2 separate regions of the Zea mays genome follow, and region 1 is linked to region 2. Evidence: chromatin contacts called from public Hi-C data. All regions are on one chromosome and are shown on one strand. The core of a region is the stretch at or near the end of the contact, and the rest is flanking DNA. Distances in the headings are between cores, read along the strand shown.

Evidence for each region. Hi-C and Micro-C count contacts between places; a contact is called where the count stands out from the background.
Region 1: a Hi-C map of leaf shows a contact between it and region 2, with 5 times the contacts expected there. The contact joins the promoter of LOC100193156 here to the promoter of LOC100501891 in region 2. A contact is called at or near these places in 7 of 25 Hi-C or Micro-C datasets (bundle sheath, ear, endosperm and 3 more) and 1 of 3 datasets of contacts at active chromatin or transcription factors (leaf).

What each region holds. Positions count from the first base shown.
Region 1 is chr2:245,380-251,205 of Zm-B73-REFERENCE-NAM-5.0, forward strand. It overlaps LOC100193156 (Speckle-type POZ protein), which reads left to right and starts at 3,924. Exons shown (of 1, transcript NM_001138313.1): 1 at 3,924-5,233. The coding sequence starts at 3,936. The coding sequence ends at 5,045.
Region 2 is chr2:105,102-111,270 of Zm-B73-REFERENCE-NAM-5.0, forward strand. LOC100501891 reads right to left here and starts at 2,334. Exons shown (of 12, transcript NM_001196530.2): 1 at 2,084-2,334; 2 at 1,849-1,944; 3 at 949-1,154; 4 at 627-857; 5 at 322-460; 6 at 28-240. The coding sequence starts at 2,224.

The DNA of each region.
Region 1 (5,826 bases), core at 2,674-5,173, 140 kb after region 2:
CCCCGGCGCGGCCCCCCTCTCCTCCCCCGGTGGCGACGCGACCGCGCCTGTCCTGCGCCCCACGCCCGGTGGCCCTCCCTACGCGCGCAGCCCCCTCCCCTTCCCCCTTCCCCCCTCTCTTCCATGGATGGGAGGAAGAAGACGTGAAGAAGAGGATGACAGTTTCGTAATCCAGTCCGTGTTTCGTACGCACGAATTTCACTCTAGTTTAAAATAGTGATAACTTTTGCGTTTTAAACCCGATTCGATCCATTCAAGTTGGTTAGATTCGTATTAAAATTATCTTCATGTTAGAAGTATTTTTTCCTACGGTTGCATATTTAATTTAATTTATTTCAACATTTGTTTACCGATGGCTAATCAAACATCGTTTCAATTTTAAAATCTAATTTAGGAATTCGATTTGCGCATTTATAATTAGTCACCAACATGATTAACTTTAACTGAAATATTCTTTATTAATAATTGTTTAGATTAATCATGCTATTTATTTATTAGGTTTCGCGTATCGTGTTGGTCTGCATGTCGTGCGCGTACCGAGCGCTTGCCGCAGTGCTGTTTTGCGCGCGTCGTCGCGTGTCGTTCACGAGTGTCGCGCGTCCTGTTCGCACGCGTGGTCGCGCGCCGTTCGTGTGTATCACGCTTTATCTGCACGAGATTAAATCATTTGCTTATAATCACTCGTGTCACTTAATTAGTTATTTATTTAATCATCCACAATTAAAATAGTAGGTTAGTCAAAACTAAGTAGTTTTAATTTATATTTCATAAATATCAATTAATATAATTACATCGAATCAAATGTTTTAACTAGTACTTGTTTAGCGTAAACGCAATAACTTCTCGACCGTAGCTCCGACCTCATGTTTCTTTTCGTCGTGTGACCATAGTAGCGAGCTCTATTTTTGCATGTTTTATTATGTTTTTCTTTGAATGGTGTAATGTTCTTATGCACATATATGTTTGTTTGCTTGTGCCTGTTCGTCTTCGCTTCGCGTTGCGATTAGATCATGATTCGTTTCCGAGCTTCGAGGAATCGACGGTCAAGCTTCAGCGATCAAGTGGTCAGGTTCTTCGAGTTCTACAAGGTTGAAGGCCCTGAGCATCTGTTTGGTGAAGGCAAGTGTCCTCTGACCAATTATATCTCATTCACTTTATAATTCATTGCCCCACATAACATGAACAACCTGAGGATTGACTAGTATTCTGTTTTCCTGTCCTTGTTTACCATTTGGAAATCGGCTACTATGATTAGTATTATGCTATTGCTTTACTCTAATCAATCATGATGAGAACATTTATGATATGTTGATGATATCTTGATTATGACGATGAGCTTGTGTTACTTTAGGGGACTCAGGCTGTTTCCTGAGCACCTCTCCATAAGGATCTGTTCGTTGAGAGACCACCTGGAAAAACAATGCAGCCATAAGGGTGGTATGGGACGCCCTTAGCTAATTAATTTGATGAACTTGCAGGTGTAGTTGGCTTTGCTGGAGGGCCATCAATGGGGGACGGGACATAGTGCTTGCTCTGCTAAGGGTGGGTGCCGAGGTTCATTCGATTTGGTTTTGTTAGTCACCCACCTTAGTGAGGAGTACTGTGTTTGTACTACTGGTGAAACCTAATGAGCAACTGCACACCAGGGAAATCTTTGTAAAGGCTACGTAGTGATACCCTGCCAGGCCACCTAGGTAGTGGTCAATGGGGAGTAACGCTCTCCAGTCAGAAAGGGAATCACGACTCGTGGGTTAAGTCTACAACCTCCGCAGAGGAATGAATCTGATATATCAGTCGTGCTCACGATTAAGAGCGGCCTTGGGATTCTTTTTGATTAGAGATACAAATGATCTAAGATGCTATGGTTCTATTTATGGTTTTGGTTTGATGATGATAATGATGTTCCTCGACGAGGAAATGATTCACGAGTTGGTTATTTCTAAAACTTGGCTTCTACTAATAATAAATACGTGACGAACTAAAAGCAACTGCTTTGACCCTAACCCCACATAAAGCTAGTCCACCTCAGCCAAACGAGACATTTGCTGAGTACGTTGATGTGTACTTATCCTTGCTTTCACAAAACACTAGGTTGCTTTAGGGCAACCTATGCTCAGGTAAAGAAGGAGAAGAAGGCATCGGGCAGATCTTCAGGAGTTCCAGGTCTTCGACGAGTTCGAGGATTAGGTTAGCGATCTCCTCTAGTTAGCTGCCTGTGGTGGGTTTGTTTACGTTGGCTACATTTCTATTATGTGCACTTTGATTCATATTATGTAAATGACTCTAGTCTTTAATATTTTACTTACTCTTTATTGTTATTTGAAGCATTATGTTCTGATGAGTCAGTTATGTAATCGCCGTGTACATGAATTTTTAATCCTGGCACGTACATGATTCACATTCGGTTTATCTTCTAAAACTAGGTGTGACAGCGACTATGAGTATTTACAATTCTGAGAGATATATGCAACACAAGCATGGATGTCCTATATAGGACGATTAAAGTGGTTCAATAAGAACACACAATGGTTTTTCAGACCAATATAGTGAAAATTTTCTTAGTAACCTATCTATGTACTCGCAACTTCGTGTTGCTAGGGTACTAGCCATTTATCTCAAAGTTCGCTTCATGTCGTTCAGCGACAAATAACAATGTGTCAACATTTGGTTGAGCAATGTATGGCTGAGATTTCTAGCCTTTATTCAATTGGTAAGGTCTATTTAATGACTAACATAATCCCATGTTGTGATATCTTCTATGCCAAAGGGGCTTTCATGCATTATATTTTATATCTTCGGGTTATTTCGGATAAAACTTTATGCACGAGGAAAGAGCTGAGTATTAACTTATATGTGTTTCATTTATTTTAATTTAATTTCCTAGATTTATTTAGAGCTTGATATAATATTGATGCCAGTCAACACAATCAAATAAAATATAGAGCCAAAAAATTGTTTACGAATGTTGCACATAATGTGACTTCAGGGAACAACCCACCACAATCCACGCGAGTACAAACTCTAGCATATCTAGTGTCAACGCATGTGCAGCCATCAGACCTACAACATCATAGCAAGCTTTCGTAATAAGCGCAACAGGCGTGTGCCGGGTTGACGAATAGTTGATGTAGATCTGATCCCGCAGCAACATCGATGTAGATCGTGCTAATAATGTTTGAATAACTATGTTACCACAGATCACTAGACCTGCTCCCTTTCCTCCTATCAGCAGTTTAGGCGCGAGAAGATGTTAAAGACCTGTCTTCCTTCCAGAAGCAAAACAAAGGAACACATGAGACACGAGATGTAGGGTTATGTCTCTGACATCTTTTTTATCAGTCTCTTATGAATGGGCACCTTATATAAAGACGTGATACCTATCAGAGACAAATTCGGTATTTATCTATATAATCCTAATTAGGGTTACTTGACATTCTCAGTCAATCATGGGGATAGTAGAATCGTGGGTGTAGTGTATGATGTAGCTGACGCGGCAGCGGTTTTGATCGGACACAAAATGACGTAGAAAATTAGATACAACCAGTGGACATGCCGATTCAAATGACCGGAATTTTTTTGTCTGTAGGCCGAAATAGAGGCCTGCCATAGTATTCTATATTCTATAGTATGTATACTCGCAAGGCTGTACTTTGGTGTTTTTTCGTTCGGTAAAAAAAAAAGACTAAATGAGACTAAATACTAGTCACTCTAATCAAACAGACCATCTGGACGAAACAGAGGACGTGGTGAGCCTGATCGACGTGGCCCATATTTCGGCCCAATAATACAAACTGGGTTGTGTTTTTGGGAACTCTGTAAATCGGGCTAGAAAAAAGGAGCCCAACACCGGCGACGACCCATGGCCAGCTCCTTTTTCGTTTTGCCTTCCCTTTCCAGTTTCCGCGCCGCCAGTTCGTGCCAAACCCTACTCCAAAATGGAGTCCAAAATGCAGGGAGGGATTGTCATGGCTGGCGGCGGCAAGCCGTCCTGGTCTGCCTCGGCCATCGTCGCCACTGTCGCGAGTGGGTACCACATCCTCAGGATCGATGGCTACTCCCACACCATGGGGACCCCCACAGGAGAGTACATCGCGTCCCTCCCGTTCACCGTGGGCGGCCATCGCTGGCACATTCGCTACTACCCCAACGGCAGGAGCTCGGAGACCAAAGAGTACGTCTCGCTTTCTCTCTATCTCCACGACTGGGTCGCTGAGACAGTGAAGGCGCGGTTCAAGTTCCGTTTCGTCGGTGACGTGGCGGAGCAGCCGTTGATACTGGGAGGACTGCATAGCTTTGATAATATTGACAACAATTGGGGGCGCCCCGAGTTCATCAAAAGGAAAGATTTGGAAGAGTCGAAGCATCTCCTAGACGATTCTTTTTCCATTCGGTGCGATGTGGTCGTGCCCACCAACGAAGTCCGCGTGGTAGCCACTGCTGCGGCTGCTATGGTTTCCGTGCCCCCATCTGACCTGCACCAGCATCTCGGCATTCTCCTGCTGACCGAGAAGGGCGCCGATGTGGTGTTCGACGTCGCCGGTGAGACGTTCGCCGCACACCGGTGCGTGCTCGCAGCCCGTTCGCCTGTCTTCAGTGCAGATCTCTTTGGTGCGATGGAAGAGGGGGGCCACACCGGAGGCGTGGTGCGCATAGAGGACATGGAACCTCTGGTGTTCAAGGCATTGCTCTACTTCCTTTACACCGACTTGTTAGAGACAGAGACGATGAAACAAGGTGAAGACGGAGACGATGAAGACGTTTTGTGTCAGCACCTACTGGTCGCTGCGGACAAATACAACTTGGAGAGGCTGAAATTGCTATGTGAAAAGAAGCTGTGTGAGTGCATCCATGTGGGCACGATAGCAACCATCCTGGCGCTCGCTGAGCAACACCGCTGCCATGCACTGAAGAAGGTCTGCTTCCATTTTCTCAGCTCTCCTGCAAATTTGAGGGCAGTCGCCGCCACTGACGGCTTTGAGCATCTGAGCAGAAGCTGCCCCTCTGTTATGGAGGAGTTGGTTGTCATGCTCAGCAACTTGGTGTAGAAAACTGCACAGTAGTTGTGCATCCTAGGAGATTCTCAATCTTTTGGTGCTTTTGCCAGTTGACTTGACTGCGTATGTGCCGCTCTCCACCAATTCGCAGCGGGTGATTTTGTTAGCTGCTAGCTTTGAATATCCACAACAAGTCCGTCTATGTGCTTAATGTTTAATTCTCAGAAGTTGGAATGCACTATAGCTCTTGCTTTCTTATTAAGTACTACTCTATCCAACCACGTGAATTAGTCGTCGTTTTAGATTTATCTTAAGTCAAACTATTTAAACTTTGGCCAATAATATATATATATAATTGTTTTAAACTACAGGAATTACATATTATGCTAGTCATGATACTTTTATGTTGTCGGTTAAAGTTGATAGTGATTGAATTAGGATAAATCTAAGACGGCTAAATCACAAGAGATGGCAAACTAATTTAAAATTGCTGTTGTGGCGGTCAATAGGTCCTACACTACATAGCGCTGCAATATTTCGCGACCAACCAAACCAACATTATGGGGCTGTTTGGTATTACGCCTAAACTGCCACCTCCCGCTACACTTTTGCTGCCGCAATTGTGGCGGCCGAATTGGCCGCCGCGACTTAGGCGCGGCGCCTCGCGTCAGGAACCAAACTGGCCCTATATGCGTTAGGTGAGTCGCTGCAAAAGCAAACGTAGTGCGAACAACATACTTCACATGTCTAGAAAGCAGCGAGTTAGAACCGTTTTTTTGGGTGGTGACCATTGTTAAACACAAGCTCACAATAGCGGTCACCTAGATCTACA
Region 2 (6,169 bases), core at 1,084-3,583:
GTAGCTATGACAGAATCAGATATTTACCTCTGTTTGAAGCTCGCACATTATCTCGTACATGTCTAACAGAACAAAGAGTTTCTCTGGTGATCGTTTACTCATAGCAATAGCCTCTCCAAAACTGAGTAGTGTAGCCAAACTGTTCTTTGTTATTGCAGCAAAGCACTTATCCCTCAACGATTGACTGCACTCAAAAACTTGGTCGCAAAGTTGGCGCTCCCCAGCAAAAAGAAGTTTAACCTGTCTCAAGCAGAGGCAAATGTCACCAGAGCAATGCTATACCATAACAGAAGACCTGAGGGAGGGAGGGAAATTACTTACAGCAATTCGCATGAAATGAATCCAATTCCCTATTTTAGACTCCAAAATTTCCCACGGCATTTTCTGCACTTCATCTTTGCTAAGTTTTTCAACGCCCAAGTTCTTCAGACTTGATTCTAAAGCTGAAGAACGAGCTTCACTGCACATAAAAGAGAATATGCTTCACTAAGTCACTCCATCAGGTACAACTGTACTGCATCTCTTAGAGTCTTAGCAGACACAACAGGGGCACACAGAAACGAGAAAAGTTTTTTGCATGCCGATAACAATAGAAAGTGCAAAACTATCAGTGTAAATCATTGTACCTATATATTTCTGAGCATTGCTGTTGGCATCCAGCTTGAACCAACTGTTGTGCTAATTTAGAGAGTAGTGGAACAAACTTTGGCTCAATAAGAGCAGGAGGACTATATACAACAGCCTCTGGGTTTTGCTGATTCTCGGATGGGTTTTTCCCACCTTCGGGCTGAGATTCAGACGATGGTCGAAGTGTACTTGGAAGACAATCAAAAAGACGATCAGGCTCCATCGGTTTGCTGAAATCAGTTAGGAGGGTGCACAGCGCAAGGATTAGGTGTGTTTTAGATAGCAAAATGATCAATTACGAATTAATAATGAGACACAAACCTGCGCTGGGATAATTGATTCTGGAATTCACCCTCCATCCTGACAAGGGCCTTAGAAAGGAGCGCGTTTACGTGGTTGAGCACCCCATCGCTACTACGGTAACTCCGATTTGAACTAAAGAAACGCTCAATACTTCTCAAGCGATCAACTGCATCTAGGAAACCTTGAAGGTTCTCATGCGGCCCCTTCTGTATTTCACGCTCTGCCTGTACATATAACAAGTGAAGTAAAGGACATGCTCACAAACAAAACAACCCATCACAAAATAAATAAATAAATAGATAGATAAAATACTACATCCATTAATTTTTTAGATTGCCATTTAGGTGATCAACAGGGTCTCGAACAAGCATGTTGGATCATTGCTTCTCACCACTGCTTTGCAAAGTTGGTACAAATTTGATGGCTTAATAGCATTTTTTTATGATAAATGCAATAATGGTTTAATCTGTGTTACTCACTCAGCCCATAAATTTACGTCATACTGTAGGATGAGAAAGTCTTCCATAGTATATTTTGACCATAGATTTCTCCTACGGTGCATTGTCAATTATTACAAAAACGAACATAATCTTAAAAGTAATTCCAATATGTTGCAACTTTCACGCAATAAACATGTATCTAATGTAGTGATTGTCGGTCAAATTTTGCAAAGGTTGGTTGGTTGTTGTTTCATTTCAACACAAATATGCTTTCACAATGGAGGGGCTACTGACCAAGTTCATAAACTAACTTTTACGGCTCTCATCGCATCTAATAATACAACCAATGTCCAAATTCGCTCCCAACTGTTGTTGTAGGCTAGATTAAACTGCAGGTCCGACTTGCAAGTACGCGGGGATGCACATAGCGTGAAACTCAATCGACGAGCATGGGAGGAGTGAAGTTAGGAGGAAGCACCTCTCGGGTCCTGTCGAACTGGGTGAGGATCACATCCGCGGAGCGCAGCGTGCGGTCGATGTTCTCGTGCGCGGTCCGAACGGCGTGCGTCCTCACCTGCGCCCAGACGAAGCAACGGCAGAAGCAGCAGCAGCATCAGAGCACCAATCCAGAGGCAGTGACGCGGGGAGCCCTAGCAGTAAGATCAAGAGAGACGAAGGCGGCGCCGAGCGAACGAGTGGGTGAGGAGGCGCACCTGGATGGGGCGCATGGCGGAGTCGAGCGCGGTGAGGCGGCTGTCGAAGGAGCCGAGTATGGAGACGACGGCGTCGGTGACCTGCTGGCTCTTCTGCAGCGACTCCCGCAGCAGCGCCGCGCGCTGCGCCAGGCTCTCCATCTCCACCGCCGCCACCCTCTCCCCGGACTCCGGACGCACAGAGAGACGGTTTCGAGGAGAGGCGGATGGATCTGGAGGAGGAGGGGGAGTGAAAGGGGGGCGGTTTCGCCGGTTTGGTTGCGCAGAGCGGACGACAAGGACAGGGTGGGTGTGGGAGAGCAGGGGGGGAGGACCCCACGGTGGCGCCCGGAGCAAGCGAGGGCGGCCGCGGGGGGAGCGAGCAGTAGCAAGCACACCCAATTGCACAAGAAGCAGTTGGCGTTGGCGTTGGCAAGTGAAAAGAGAGCGAGGAGAACGGAACGGGCTGCGGCGGCGGCGGCTGCGGGCTGCCTGTCTGTCCTCCTGCTGTCCAGCTTGGACCGACTGGCTGTGGAATATTCTCTTCTCACCGACATGGTCGTCCCGTCGCTCCCGGTTTTGTATAGGCGGGCGCAAAGTTTTACTTTTCTTTTACCATCCACCACGCTACGCTGTTTCGTTTACTATTTTTCCAAGGACTTTATGCGAGTGGTTTTACTGCTACGAAACGATCAACACAAGAAATAAAATTTGAGGAAACTTCTTTTTCTCGGAAAAATAAATAGGATGTATGCAAGAGTCAAGAGACATGAGTAGTTGAGAAAACTAATCCTAAAGCTAGCTAGGAGCAGAACCCTGCTTAGGGGCCAAGATACGGAAAGTTCTTGCTTCACGTGACTTTTCAAAGTCCACGCTCATGTAAAGTTGCCCATTGAGCAACGAAACCATCCATGTTCTCAACTCCCAAGGGGTTTTGAATTCAGCAATTTTCACCCAGATGAGATGATAATGCATTCCACATTTCCACTTCTTGACGAATAAGAGAAATTATCTAGATTTTTATCATTGTGGGCACATACGGCATAAGTAAAGTACTTAAAAAGAAGAGCTTCCAAGAGAGTGAGGGCATCGGAGAGCGATGTGTTGAATCTGGGCAGGCACGAATAGTTTAGGGATATTTGGACCACAGGATGTGTAATACCATATATTCTTTTGTTATCCATCGATTGATAAACCACAATACGAAGAATATTATAAGCTTATAACACAACTCAACGTCATGACCTTCTAACTTCTTTTTTACCTCTTGGTTTTGGTGGAAATTATAACCTCTTAGGTTGTAATCCACATACATGTCTTACCCTCCGTGTGGAGTGAATTCAACTAAATCCCTTAGATCCTAATATATAAGGCCCCTAACACTACCCTCTCTTTTTATAGTGCAAGTGAGAGAGAAGTTACATTAATCGGACCTTAGATTCGATCAACTAAGACCCATCTGAAAGCATATAGGTAATGATGGATCTAATGATGGGACGGGGTGGGGATCCAACCCTCACTAAAATTTAAAACATACATAGTATGGTCTCATGTGTATTTTATGGTTTTTATCGTTTATCGACATTTTAATATAACACTACTTCAATTTTTTTAATATAATATTATTTCAAACTATTATATATGTCTAATGTGAGTGGTTTAGTGAGATTATATTTTTGTAATGATTTAATTCATTCCCTTCTAAACTTTTTTCTAGCCACGTCCTAGCATATAAGCCTTAAGTGTTTTGGTGATTAATAAATAACATTATTGTGACTAATTGTGTTTTTAGAGGTAAATTTGAGTTAGGTCACAATAATGAACGGTGTTTTGGGCAATGTATGGTTCATATGCCCCTGCTTATGGAATTTGTTTGCGGGTTTTAGAAAGGACGAAGGGCAAGGTTAATGGTAGACTAGTTCTAAGTGTTGATAGACACTTAGAGTAGTTTAAGACTTTGTTGTTTCTTTAACCATACTATAAATGGGTTTGTGAACCAGTAGCTCGATCTATACAAGTCTAATGAGTTTAGTGTGGTGCACACTAGTTCTCTTTTGCTATAGGTGGCTTAGTAGATGCCCAAAACTAGTAAGGATCAAAACCTAATTCTAAAGTTTCAAAAATGAACAAGTTAAAAGGTTTTTTGAGGCATCTATGATACATGGTTATTAGACCATAGTAGTTCGACAATACAATGGGTCTGGTGGTTTATGTGATCAGACTCGTGAGTTTCAAGGATGTGTCGGACTAGTCCGACGACATGTGTAGGACCATACAGCGGAACGATTTTAGCTAAGGTTTTAGCTACATGGTCATTGGACTTTTGTGAACAATTGCTTCATAGCACCAAAGTGTATGGGGCTCCACCGAGCATTGCATAGTAAGAGTGCATCTAGCCCTCTTGTGGGTTTTGGTGATTTGGATAACAACACAATTAAATAATTGTCTAGTTTGCTAAGTGTTGAACAGGAAAGTTAAAGAAGCAATCATGATTCAAAATAGTCAAGAGGCAAAGTTTAATATGAAAATGTCTCATATACACGGATTTCTCATGATAGAAAAGTATAAAGGATCAACATTAAGCAATGATGGTGATATCCCATAGTCAAGGTCATTTGGATATATGGAGATGGGATATTTCATGAAGATCAAAAGACAAAAGACCATCTATTAGATAATCAGTTATTAAAGGATTCGATGTACACTAAAGAGATATGACTTAAGAAATGCTTGGTTAAATGGAGAAGCAAGTACTTGCACTTAGTCAAGTGACCAGTCAAGCCAGATAGAAGTAATACAAGGATGAGTGATCTTTGTTGATAGAGATTGAAGTAAATGAGAGGAAGTGTCAAGCCAAAATGAATAGGATGTAAGGAATCGTAAATTGGTTTGACCATAATGATGTTGGTCCATATATGTTTCTATGAGAATCAAACGGAAGCTTGACTAATCTTAACATTCATATCTAGCTAACATTCAATCAAGGTTCACAATATTGAGTAAATGAATTTTCAATGGATGCTCAATGTAATGTGACTTAGAGGCAGTATGATAATGTGAAGACAGGAAAGGGAAGGACTTCAAGGGGCTAAGCAAAAGAGAAGGTCAAGCGGATGGCTTGTGAACTGATGTATCAAGACTAAGGTGAATAAGAGAGTACTTGCAAGATATCGATTGTGAAAATCATACAGTGATGAAGAACACAACATTAGAATCAGATTGTGAAGAGTCATACATCTCTTGCCTCTCCAATTTCAAATCTTTGAAAAGAAATCTTTGGGTGAATGTAACACCCCAGGCGTTTATCATCTGCTCGACCACTAGTGCGGACGTTAACATGTGATAGCTGTGAATGTAAAGGTCACTAATTTTTAATCAACCTCGTTTATCACGATTTTGATATCGTGTCTGCCTCCGTCTGTCTAAATTTTTCCAAATCTATTTCTTTTAAAATTCAGCCTTTAGTAATCTTCGGAACATCGAATCCAGTATCGTTTGGGTTGAGCCCTCGACGTCTTGCCTAAACTATAATTTTTGAAATCAAATGTAGCTTCTTAAACTTCATTTGAAATTCTTTCACGCTTGCGTTGCACGTGTCTCTCTGTGGCCTGACATCGTGACGCATGTGGCGGGTGCTAACCGACGTCTGGACAGCGCCCAGTCTCTTGCCCCGTGAACGATGCGTGACGTCGCTACCGAAAGAATCACACTTTCGATGTCGCATTGATCTCGCTTATTTATTTCGCGATATGTCGAGTCTTGTGCCTGTTTAAAATTTATAGATTAAGAGAATACGAATTCGGAAGCCCGACCCACACTGATGATTTTTATCCCGAACAAACTAAACAGAACTCGACGACTAAAGTTTTTAGATATAAAGTAATTTAGTCCCTTCTCGTCAAGCGAGACATAGTGTCTGAAATCATGGTTGGTTTCCAGCAAATTATCCTCGACGGAAGGATTAGGTGTCGAGTTGCAGATGAAGTTATCTGATTTTAAGTCGTATGAAATATAGTTTAAAATATCGGTCTCAATCTCATTTGGCTCAGTCTGTTTGCATCTTATTCGAACACGATATTATCTGAGACAGAGAGATGAACGTTTGAT